Regions from separate parts of the Mus musculus genome. Here regions 2 and 3 are each linked to region 1. Evidence: chromatin contacts called from public Hi-C and HiChIP or PLAC-seq data. All regions are on one chromosome and are shown on one strand. The core of a region is the stretch at or near the end of the contact, and the rest is flanking DNA. Distances in the headings are between cores, read along the strand shown.

Region 1 (3,430 bases), core at 310-2,809:
TGTGTACATATGCAGTAAAGTTTTTTGCAAAGACACTGCCTGGCCCGGACATGATAATGAGGTTCTGTAAGGTACTGAGAGTATAACCAATCAGATGTGAGACATGCAAATGAGGTATGATAATGAGGTTCTGTAAGGTACTGAGAGTATAACCAATCAGATGTGAGACATGCAAATGAGGTATGATAATGAGGTTCTGTAAGGTACTGAGAGAGAGTAACCAATCAGATGTGAGACATGCAAATGAGGTATGATAATGAGGCTCTGTGAGGTACTGAGAGAGAGTAGCCAATCAGATGAGGAACATGCAAATGAGGCGTAGTGCATAACCAATCCAGGTGTGAGACACGCCTCTCCTAGGCCTATAAAAGCAGCACCAGTTCTGGGCTCAGGGTTTCTTCGCCTCTGCAATCAAGCTCTCCCAATAAACGTGTGCAGAAGGATCCTGTTGCAGCGTCTTCTTGCTGGTCAAGTCCTGCGTGCACAAGACCTAAATACCCCCACGTTGATTTGTCCATGACTGAAAAGCAACTAAACTTGGAAGAACAACAAGCAGTTTCAGGGGCACACAGGGAAGGTTTTGATTGACACAAGAGATCACCGGAAGGCATCTAATTTCTTGTCCTCTTTATAAGTCTGGGTTAGCCTGTTTACCACCTTTGCCAGGGTCAGCAAAGCCCCTCCCTGTTTCCCTTTTGTTTACTGGCCTTTGCTCAGGGAGGTGACCACACTACCAGCTCCCACCCAAGACCCTTCAATCTGTGGATAAAAGACACACACAGTTTATTCCTCCACAGTTTGTCTTCTTGACACAATTGCTGGGCTCAGATATCTCTCACCTAGAAAAGCATGCCCTTAGCAATTTATTATCTCCATCTTTCCACCTGCCCTAAACTTAGTGGCTAGTCCCATCTAGCCCCTGCCAAACATCCTTGTCCACCCGCTTATAGCAGAGGCTGCAGGCCCTAGCTGCCCCCTCCCTGAGACCTTACATGGTTCTTGTGTTCTTCGTCCTCCAAAGCATGGTAGAAAAGCCCCTCTCTGTGTCCCTGCCTTTTCCTCCTGGAACCCAGAAGTTCTGCCTGTACCTTCTACCCAGCAATTGGTCCTGGCCTCCTTTATTGACAAATCAAGAACCAATTGGAGAACAGAACTTTAGCATAAGCACCACCCCCTTCATTAGCCTCCAGGGCTTGTTCCAGAAACGGAATTCCCAAGTCCAACCTACAGCCCTGGCTTTGGAAGAACCACCAGTGAAACTCAGTGATTACTCTTCGACCACAGACACCAACCTACACCCTCTTGCCAGTCCTTCTTGGTAGGAAAGAGCAGGGTCAGACATTTTACCAACTTCTTCATTTTACAAGGAGAGAGGGAGAGACTCAAAACCACAGGCACTGAGGAGCCCCCACATACCACCACACCACCCAAGACAAAACTACCGACGCGGCTAAAGTGCGAGCAAGGCAGAATTTGCCCTGACATACAGAAACAGCAGCCCCGGTGATGCTTAGATGGATCTGGGCAGTCAGGAAGGTGGGCTGGCCTCACGAGCTCAGTGCCAGAGGAGGAAGGAGGCTCTTTCCGCTGACTCACTCCCCTGAATACTGCAGCTGTTCTTGTCTCTACCCCACGGCACACCTACCATTTTTCTGGTTTGGGTTCCAACCTTAGCAACTTGCTCCAGTAGATACTAGCACCACCTGCCCACTCAGCAAACCTGCACCCAAAGGACAACATCCGTGCAGCATTCTCTGCACCGCCTTTTGCTGAAGCCAGGATGTCTGCAAAAGCAGAAATGAGGCGCTGCCGCGAGCGGGCTTCTGGCAATACCGTCACCTACTAAGCCTGAGTTTGCACTGGTTTCATCAAGCCCCAGCTCCAGCCCAGTGACAGAGCCCTCAGGAAACAGGTGGCAGGTGCCCCACACTCAGAGCAGAGGAGACAAGCTCTCCTTGTAGGTTTCTTGGCACCTCCAACAAGGCCACACCTCCCAATACTTGCAAATAGTGCTACTCCCTGGTGACCAAGCATTCAAATCTATAGTGTGTGGGGGCCACTCTTATGCAAATCACCATACCCTGCAAGATCTCAAAGCCCACAAAGTGAAGACAGAGGCCCAGGCAGGAAAAGCTTGCCAAGGAAGGCATCCTGGCTGGACAGTGGGTTCCTCTGAGAAGCCAGTCTCTGGCGCAAGCCGTGGCTTGTCCCAGTGTAGCATCTCTTCACATAGTTCTCCACACACACAAGTCTGCATGTTTGTTGTATGGATTTGTTGGCTTGGTTCGCTTGAGTGTTTGTGCTGAAAGGACTATTCAATGGCAAGCAACTGTGTTCCACCCATACACATGCCCTGCCCCGATACCAGCTCAACCATGATGCAGCCCCTGGATAACCAACCTTTAATCACTGGAGCTTTCTGTGTGGAGAGAGTCATGAGGTGGACCTGGAGCCACCTAGAATCTAACGTGAGAGACAAGTCCGGCCACCTGATTTCATCCCGGGGGTGGGGGGTGGGGGGGGGGTCACACGGTAGAAAGAGAAAACTAACTCCCCATGGCAGGCATTTACCCGCATGCAGTATGCAAGTAACTAATAAATGAGTGCAATTTTAATTTTTTAAGTAGAGCAGGCAACTATAGGTAATATATGTACATTGCTTTACGTAGCTCCGTGACACAAGAGATATTTTTTTAATCCTTTATTTTTTTAGTCAAATTAAATCCTGTGAGACCTTCCTATCCAAATGTGATTTAAAAGTTCACTTGGGAGCTGGAGAGATGGCTCAGCGGTTAAGAACACTGACTGCTCTTCCAGAGGTCCTGAGTTCAATTCCCAGCAACCACATGGTGGCTCACAACCATCTGTAATGGGATCCGATGCCCTCTTCTGGCATGTCTGAGGACAGCTACAGTGTACTTGTATACATAAAATAAATAAGTCTTAAAAAAAAAAAGTCACTTGGGGAAAAGAAGGTTGGGGGAGGGGTGGGGACTGTCTTTCTCTTTCCCAAGCTCATAAGAACCATGGTGCTTTGTGAGCCCAAAAAGAGAAGACAGACAACCTGCTTGCTCAGCACTTCTGAGCTCCATCCTCAGATACATGCTGCATATACTCAATGGCAGACAGCTGTGTTCCACCCGTACATATGCCCTGCCCCCATACCAGCTCATCCGTGAGGCAGAGCCCCTGGATAACCAACACTCTGCCAAGCAGTCACTGATGTTGCATGGCTTCCCATTCCTGAGATAATGGAATCAGATGGATCGACTTCCCTACTGATGAGAGAGCTCACAGCCCTCTCAATGGTTCTGGGAACCCTTCAACTCCCTCTTCAACCTTTTCGACCCTCAGGATCTCCTCACACAACAGTCCTCTCAGTCCCGTTGTGTTTTCTTCAAGGTGCTGATCACAGAGACATCTAGATTTA
Region 2 (3,705 bases), core at 135-2,634, 520 kb before region 1:
CAGGTTTGTTGATCTTGGCCCTAGCTCTCCAGTGTGGGTAGTGCTGGCTCTAGCCTCCTTAAGCATTGGACATGATTGAAAATCTAACCATACCTGGGGATTCCCCTAAGCGGGGAAGGCACTTTGGTATTTTCACAACAAAATTCTGCCTACTGATTGAGGGGTGGGGGTGGGGAAAGGGCACTGTGGTAGACCCCAGGGAGTTAAAACAACAGGGTTAGCATAATTGGTTTCTGGGCTCTTTGGGAAACACAATTGGGATTACCTATTAAATTCCCTGTATAACTTTTAAGAAGTCTTTTGGATTGTAAATGAAGCAGTTATCAATCTAGTTAGGCAACACAATAACAGGCTTTGGAAGTAAGACTCGGGACAAAGGATGTCATCAAAATGCAAATGGTTTCCCCTGGGTGTGTCCTTATGAAAGGTTTTCAGAAAGAGGGAAAATTGTTCTTTGAGGCTGTGGAAAACTGTCTTGATTATCAAGGCTGAGACAAAGAGGAGACAGGAAGGCTTAGCTGGTTTACTTGTTTTCAACTCACTTAGAAGGTTAGATGTTTAGTTAGTTACCCCTTAGGTAATTGTATTGGTCCCTGGAGGAGCTCATAGCTGGAGCCATCATCTCAGATCTTCTTATTTGAATGAACCCAATCTAAGTTTGAGCTCTGGTGATCCATGCCGGCTAACACAAAACAGGAAGATAAAGTCTGTGCTACCCAGATAATGTGTATTGGGCTGTAAAACCACTTCCTCTCCTCTTATATTTAAATTTATGATCTACCCCCCCCCCACACACACACACACAGAGAGCTAAAGAGGAATTTTGGGGCAGGGGGTAAAAATAAAACTTTGAAATTAATTAAAATAATGGAACAATAACCCCCCTTTCATCTTTCTTCAACGAACTTAGTCTCAGTATTTAATGCCCAAGAGGGTCACTTTAGAAGATGTACAAGGAGCCTGTTCTTAGCATCTTCAGATGCGACTGTAGTTGTGTTTTATAAACCGGCTGCATGAGGATGCTTGGCAGGCCCGACCAAGGTGTTCCCTGAACAACCAAACCATGCGAAGGGCCGAATATAAAAGGGAGTTTATTTGGGACCTGGAGAAGGGGAACAGAGAAGGACAGAAAGAGAGGAGAGAGGAAGAGGGGAAGATCGAGGACACGTGAGAAAAGAGAGAGATGGAGATTGCAGGGAGAGGGAGGAAAGGGGGAGGGGGAAAGGGGAAAGGAGGGAGGGAGAGAGAGAGGTGAGAGGAGAGAGAGAGGGAGAGGGAGAGGGAGAGAGAGGAAGAGAGGAAGAGGAAGAGAGGAAGAGGCTCTACCTGGCCATTGTTCGGTGACTGTTGGGCGGAGACTCCAGGAAATGCTAACGGTGCTAAGGTACTTGGAGGCGGTACATTATTACATTCTGGAGCAAGCTGACAGTTTCTCACACCGAGCCAAGTTGGTCACAGCAGGTTTGGTTTCAGAGAGTGTCAGACAGCGTGAACAGATGGACAGTCCCTTGAGACAAAGTGAGGGGCGTTCGAGTAGCTCAGAGACATGCGGCTCTTCAGGATGCCGATCCTGTATCAGCCCTTTCCTCTGCTTCAATCCCCCAGACACTGTTTAAAACTTGCTTGAGGAAGTCAGTTCATCTGGAACCCCGGTAGCAATCCTTCTAAGCTTAGTTGGAGTGCCAAAACTCTTCAAGAAAAAAAAATACATTTTTTGAAAACACAGAGTGGGTCATGAATTTGTAGCATTTGAGATCAGCACAGTGTTCTTATTCGGCTCTATACTGTTCTCTGAGTAGCAACTTTGCATGACAGCTTGGACTCTGACAAAGTCACTGATTAAAGGTATAAACACCCTTGGCAATAACAACCAGCCAAACATTCTTTACTCATCAAAAGCAAAACCAAAATGCATCAGAATCATGGAGAGCCTTTGGGGACAAAAGGGACTTGGTAAAGAACCCACACTGCTTTTTTTTTTTTTTCCTTATGGGTTAAGATTCAGACATGTCCCACCCACTTTACCTTTTGACATTTCATCTACAAAATTCACACTGAAGAACCAAAATAATTTGTCAGACCCAACCCCCTCACCCTGCCCCATAATGTTTTAAGTAAGTTTACAATATGACATGGGCTTCCTTCATCAATATCCTCCTGTGCAGACGTCTCATGGGAGCCAGGCAGAATGGAGTTGGTCTCTTCTGGTTTATGGTTTCGATCTGTGCAAATACACTTCTCTGCACCAATCCTTAGCTCTTCTGGGCATGGAGACCTAGTGAAGCATGGAAATTATAAAAAAGAAGACAAAAGCCGGACAGTGGAAGCACACACCTTTAATCCCAGCAGAGGAAGGCAGAGAGAGCCAAGAGGATCTCTGAGTTCGAGGCTATCCTGGTTCACAAAGTTCCAGGACAGCTAGGGCTACATAGAAAGATTCTGTCTTGAAAAACCAAAAATAAAGAAGAAAGAGGAGAAGATGAAGGAGGAGGAGAAGGAGAAGGAGGAGGAGGAGGAGGAAGAGGAAGAAGAGGAGGAGGAAGAAGAGGAGGAGGAGGAGGAGGAGGAGGAAGAGGCTCAACTGATTTATCATGATCGTATGTGCTTGGAATCTCAGCACCTAGAAGGAAGAGGCAAGGAGACTTTGAGTTAATCACTAACCTGGGTTACAACAACAACAACCAAAACAAAACAAACCACCTTGGTTCTGGTCTAATTCTATTACAAAATATTACGGAGAGATGGAATGAGCTCAAAGGGTTTGTTCACAAAAGTTTCAAGGAGAAGGGCAGGATGGGGGGCATTCTTTGTATGTGGCGGGAAGCGATCATGGGATTCAGCTTTCAAAAGTCACACTTATAGGCTGGTTGTAGTTCTGTGGAGAGCAGAGGCCTTACAGCCTTGGGTTCATTCGGTCCCTGCACCACCTCTTCCCATGCTGACAAATGGGATAGCGTTTGGGAAAAGGCTTTCCAGGCCGCAAACTATTATTGTATAAGTAATAGCACTGCTGACTTTTTTTAAATTATTATTTATTTAACTATAGCAGGAAGAGGGAAGACACGTGGAGACAGCTATACCTGTAGCTCTTCATGTATAATTCCTGGTTGATTCATGTGCTTTTGAAATGTATAAAAAGGACCTAAATAGATAATGTTTCTGAAATTTTTATCTATTTGAGTAGCTTAGTAGTTACTTTCATCTTAAAATAATGCCCTCTTTATTATTTTCTTTTGTAAATACATTCTAGGACCAGAGCTGTCTTTATGTACAGGTGAGTATGTAATATTGACTCTATAGAGTTTTGACTTTCTCAGCGAGTTTTTCTTGAGTGCTCAGCTTCCTCACTCCATCACTGCTAACTGTCTTCAGAATCCTGCCTCCGGTAACTGCTGTTACTCTGACAACCGAGTTATTGTTACTTCCCATTTAAAGCAATCTGGATGGCAACCATGGCAGAGGGGAGAGTCCCCCAATGTGTCTTCCACTTTCGGTTGCTTTTAGCTTATATTTGGGAAAGATCGCTGCGTTTAACTGTAACTCTGGGCAAGTTGGCTGAAGAGTATTTCTGTTATGTTTACATACTATGTAATTGTGTTTTCAGACAATCTGCTTCGTATTGCTGCTCATATACTGGTGTGAGCTGGTTCTCAAGAACAAAACCAGGGCTGGAGAGATGGCTCATTTGGTACAGCCTTGAAAATA
Region 3 (3,294 bases), core at 689-3,188, 550 kb before region 1:
ATCCCAGCTCACAGCCATCTGTAATGGGCTGGAATGAAAGGGGGGTGGGGAGGGAACGGGGCTCAGAGTGAGGTGAGGGGGGGAGTGAGTGGGGCCAGAACAAGAAGAAGAAAGGGAAGGGGCAGGGGAAGGGAACTTCAAAGTGTTATCTAATCTCTGAAACTTTACCTTCAGGTCTAGAAAGCACCTGTTCAGGACTTCTGGTCAGTAGAAACCTTTCACTCGGCCACGTTTCTCCTAACCAAATCGTTACTAGGTTATTCACTCTCCTCTGTCCTCAAGGTTCCTCTCTCCCCCAGCACAAGAGACAGGAAGAGAAATATCTGCAACACCATTGCTATTATCACCATGGGGATAGTACAGAAGATTCATATGTTCTGAGCCTCAAATTTAGCCCTTTTAGGGTTGGAGAGATGGTTCAGCTTTTAAAGCCGGGCTCATGACTAAACAACAGATTAGCCCTTTTACCACATATTGGAAGCAGGGGGGTTGGGGGCTGGTTATGAGTCAGTCTACTGTGGCGTCCATCTGTATTGTGCACGTCCCCTCACTAGGAACTGGAATTGCTGTCACATTGCATTCAATGCTATTTATAGGTCAGTTTATTTATGCATCAGTTAAGATGCATTCCGTTTCTACACATTTTATTTACATATAGATTTGATTTAGATGGGGAGGTGATAAATACCTCTTCCATTCAACACAAGAAGACCTCTCCCTGAAAAGCAGCGTTATTTGTGTCTCTGAGTTCCCCCCAGAGTTTTCTCTTACCTATATGAATAAGCAAGCTTACATGTTACACACACACACACACACACACACACACACACACACACACACATACACAAAGAAAGAAAGGGAGCCACAATTTGATTTGGTGCTAAAACAAAAAACAAAAATGAAGACCAGAAATAAAGTATCTTTTGGCTTGTGCTTCTTAAAACACATCTACTTGTGTTCTTTTTGTGGGTGTGTGTTGGGGGGTGGGAGTGAAGCTGAGACTTCTACCTTGTCAGAAAAGAGTCTTAAGCTCTTTTTCTCCTCTTCCAGTTAAGAAACAGATATTCCTTTCCGCCCTGATATTACTCTCCCGATTTACTACTGGATGGTAGGGAGGGCAGAGCTTTGGGGCAAAAAGCTGAAATGCAGAGCAGACTGGAGGAGCAGAGGAGAGGCAGCAATCGGATGCCATGGGGGGGGACGGGACTGCACCCTGAGCTGCTCCTAAGCTCACAAGGAAGGCATGTGTCCCTTCAAGAGGGAGACTCCTGACCTCACAAGGTATGATGTTCTTGTAACTCTTACCTTCATCCAGACTCGCACACTGATTCTGCCATTTCTCTGGCCTGTGGCCCAGTGTTTCCCAGCCCCAGCCCCAGCCCCACCCCCACCCCGTGCTTTCTCATTTCCTGGTTGGAAAAGGTGCTTTGTCACAATGTGAAGGACTCAGAAGAGGGGAGCGACTGTGGAGCCGTCAGCCTATTAATTTGTAGTAATTTTAGTGGCAGCAAGAATCACAGAGCTGTGACTTTTTTGGTTTTTAGGGGTTTTTGTTTTTGTTTTTTGTTTTTTGTTTTTTTTTTTAGATTTTTTTGTTTTGTTTTGTTTTCAAAAAGTAATTTACTCTCCTCTCTCACTGATGTTCAGTTTTAGTCAGAATCAAATATACTTCTTCCTCCTCGGCTTCCCTGGGTACTGAATCACACAGGCTTGCTGAAGAGGAAGGGCCAGGAGGGCTCACCCTGGTCCTCTCAATGTATGGGCCCCACACATCTCTCACCAATCTCACACAGACTTTCAGGCCTCAATATCATGGTCAGGAAATATATTTGTTTTTTTTCAGAGAAAAAAAAAAAGGTCCCATGGCCAAGGTCATCTGTTGGTTTCTGGTGGTGTTTGTCATACGGCTTCAAACACGGTGACTCATAGTCACAAGTCTGAATAAACCTACTTGCTATCATTTATTAAAAATGAGTTTCCCATCGCGAGGGAGGCTGACTGACCTGTGTAAATCACGCCCCTGGAGCCCAGGGCTGATGAAATTACACTTAATGACACAGTCTCTGAGATGGCCCAGGTCTGCTATTTCTGTGGTTTCTTTTGATTTCTATTTGTTTTGCTCCACAACAAGGTCCTTTGCTGATGGCCCAGCTCTCAATGGAGGTGCAGAATCATGGAAGATGGGCAAAACTTTCCATTCTTTCTCTCCCTGCTGGAAATGGGCTGTCATGAAGTCATGAGCCCAAAACAAAACAAAACAAAACACAACAAACAAAACAAAACAAAACACCACAACAGCCTTGAGTGTTAGGGATGATTGAAGGTGGCACCCGAACAAACCCAGCTTGATTTTTTTTTCCTCTGGTGACCATCTTTATGGTGGGTGGAATATTCTAGATAAACAGCTGAAGGTCTCTTATACCAGTGGGTCCAGCTGCCCTCAGTAGAGATACCTCAAGGGTAACTCTCCCTACCAGGACCTGGTCTTTTGATTTAAGTTCCATAATCTTTTTATTCTATTTAGGGGAAAAAAAAGTACATAATAATCTAAGCCCCAAGAGGAGACTATCAATTTAGAATATGAAATATAAGCCCCAGCACACAGACGACGATAGCCTATTGACTACTGCATTTCCTCCCTGTAGGCTGGTGTGTATGCACAGCCAATTATAACTGCAAGAAGAGCCTGGTAGAACGAGGCTCAGGGGAGAAGGTGGCGGATTTAAAATGTGCATCCAGTCTTATTTACCCCTTCTCTTATTCTCTAGAGCACATGCATGCGCCCGTGTGTGCAGCAGACTTTCTAAAGCAAAAGAAAACCAGCAGCGTGATAGATGACTGACTTGCTATTTATTACTGTTTTTCACTAAGGATAATAAATATATCTACATGCTAAAAAAAAATTTCAACCAGAAATAAATGAAGTGAAAACAAGAGCCTTGCTTCTAGCTTCATCCCCACTCCCCATGGTTGCCAATGTCCTATGCTTTCCTCCAAAGACAGTTGGCATGTGTTACTGCTTCCACTGTCTGTATGTACAGGCAGTCATATCTGTAAACCCTGTTAGACACCTCACTTTTTTTTTTTTCGAGACAGGGTTTCTCTGTGTAGCCCTGGCTGTCCTGGAACTCACTTTGTAGACCAGGTGGCCTCGAACTCAGAAATCCGTCTGCCTCCCGAGTGCTGGGATCAAAGGCGTGTGCCACCACACCCGGCTAATTTGTTTTAACCAGATGGTATATCTTGAACATCCTTCCAAGATAGCTAGCTATCTTACAACTTTTTGCCAATACA

What was found. Hi-C and Micro-C count contacts between places; a contact is called where the count stands out from the background. HiChIP or PLAC-seq counts read pairs in DNA pulled down with a chosen protein or histone mark.
Region 2: a Hi-C map of CD8 T cells shows a contact between it and region 1, with 2.7 times the contacts expected there. The contact joins two enhancer-like sites. A contact is called at or near these places in 1 of 39 promoter capture datasets (the C10 cell line), 1 of 15 datasets of contacts at CTCF or cohesin (pro-B cells), 8 of 484 Hi-C or Micro-C datasets (CD4 T cells, CD8 T cells, Th1 cells and 4 more) and 17 of 115 datasets of contacts at active chromatin or transcription factors (T-cell acute lymphoblastic leukemia, bone marrow-derived macrophages, craniofacial prominence and 10 more).
Region 3: a contact with region 1 is called in a Foxp3 HiChIP or PLAC-seq map of regulatory T cells, with 17 times the contacts expected there. The contact joins two enhancer-like sites. A contact is called at or near these places in 1 of 15 datasets of contacts at CTCF or cohesin (CD8 T cells), 8 of 484 Hi-C or Micro-C datasets (CD4 T cells, CD8 T cells, Th1 cells and 5 more), 10 of 115 datasets of contacts at active chromatin or transcription factors (CD8 T cells, Th17 cells, bone marrow-derived macrophages and 7 more) and 1 of 9 other capture datasets (embryonic stem cells).

Annotation. Positions count from the first base shown.
Region 1 is chr8:34,206,395-34,209,824 of GRCm38.p6, reverse strand. No RefSeq gene overlaps it. Among named protein-coding and RNA genes, the nearest start is that of Gm29243, 8.7 kb to the left of the region's middle. Within about 2 kb of position 1,559, at least 70 of the 459 cell types and tissues checked have an H3K27ac peak or open chromatin away from gene starts, as enhancers often do. A contact at or near this core is called in CD8 T cells, Th1 cells, Th17 cells and 5 more, where this site is marked.
Region 2 is chr8:34,729,535-34,733,239 of GRCm38.p6, reverse strand. No RefSeq gene overlaps it. Among named protein-coding and RNA genes, the nearest start is that of Gm46069, 41 kb to the right of the region's middle. Within about 2 kb of position 1,384, at least 45 of the 459 cell types and tissues checked have an H3K27ac peak or open chromatin away from gene starts, as enhancers often do. A contact at or near this core is called in CD8 T cells, Th1 cells, group 2 innate lymphoid cells and 2 more, where this site is marked.
Region 3 is chr8:34,759,380-34,762,673 of GRCm38.p6, reverse strand. No RefSeq gene overlaps it. Among named protein-coding and RNA genes, the nearest start is that of Dusp4, 47 kb to the left of the region's middle. Within about 2 kb of position 1,938, at least 71 of the 459 cell types and tissues checked have an H3K27ac peak or open chromatin away from gene starts, as enhancers often do. A contact at or near this core is called in CD8 T cells, Th17 cells, bone marrow-derived macrophages and 2 more, where this site is marked.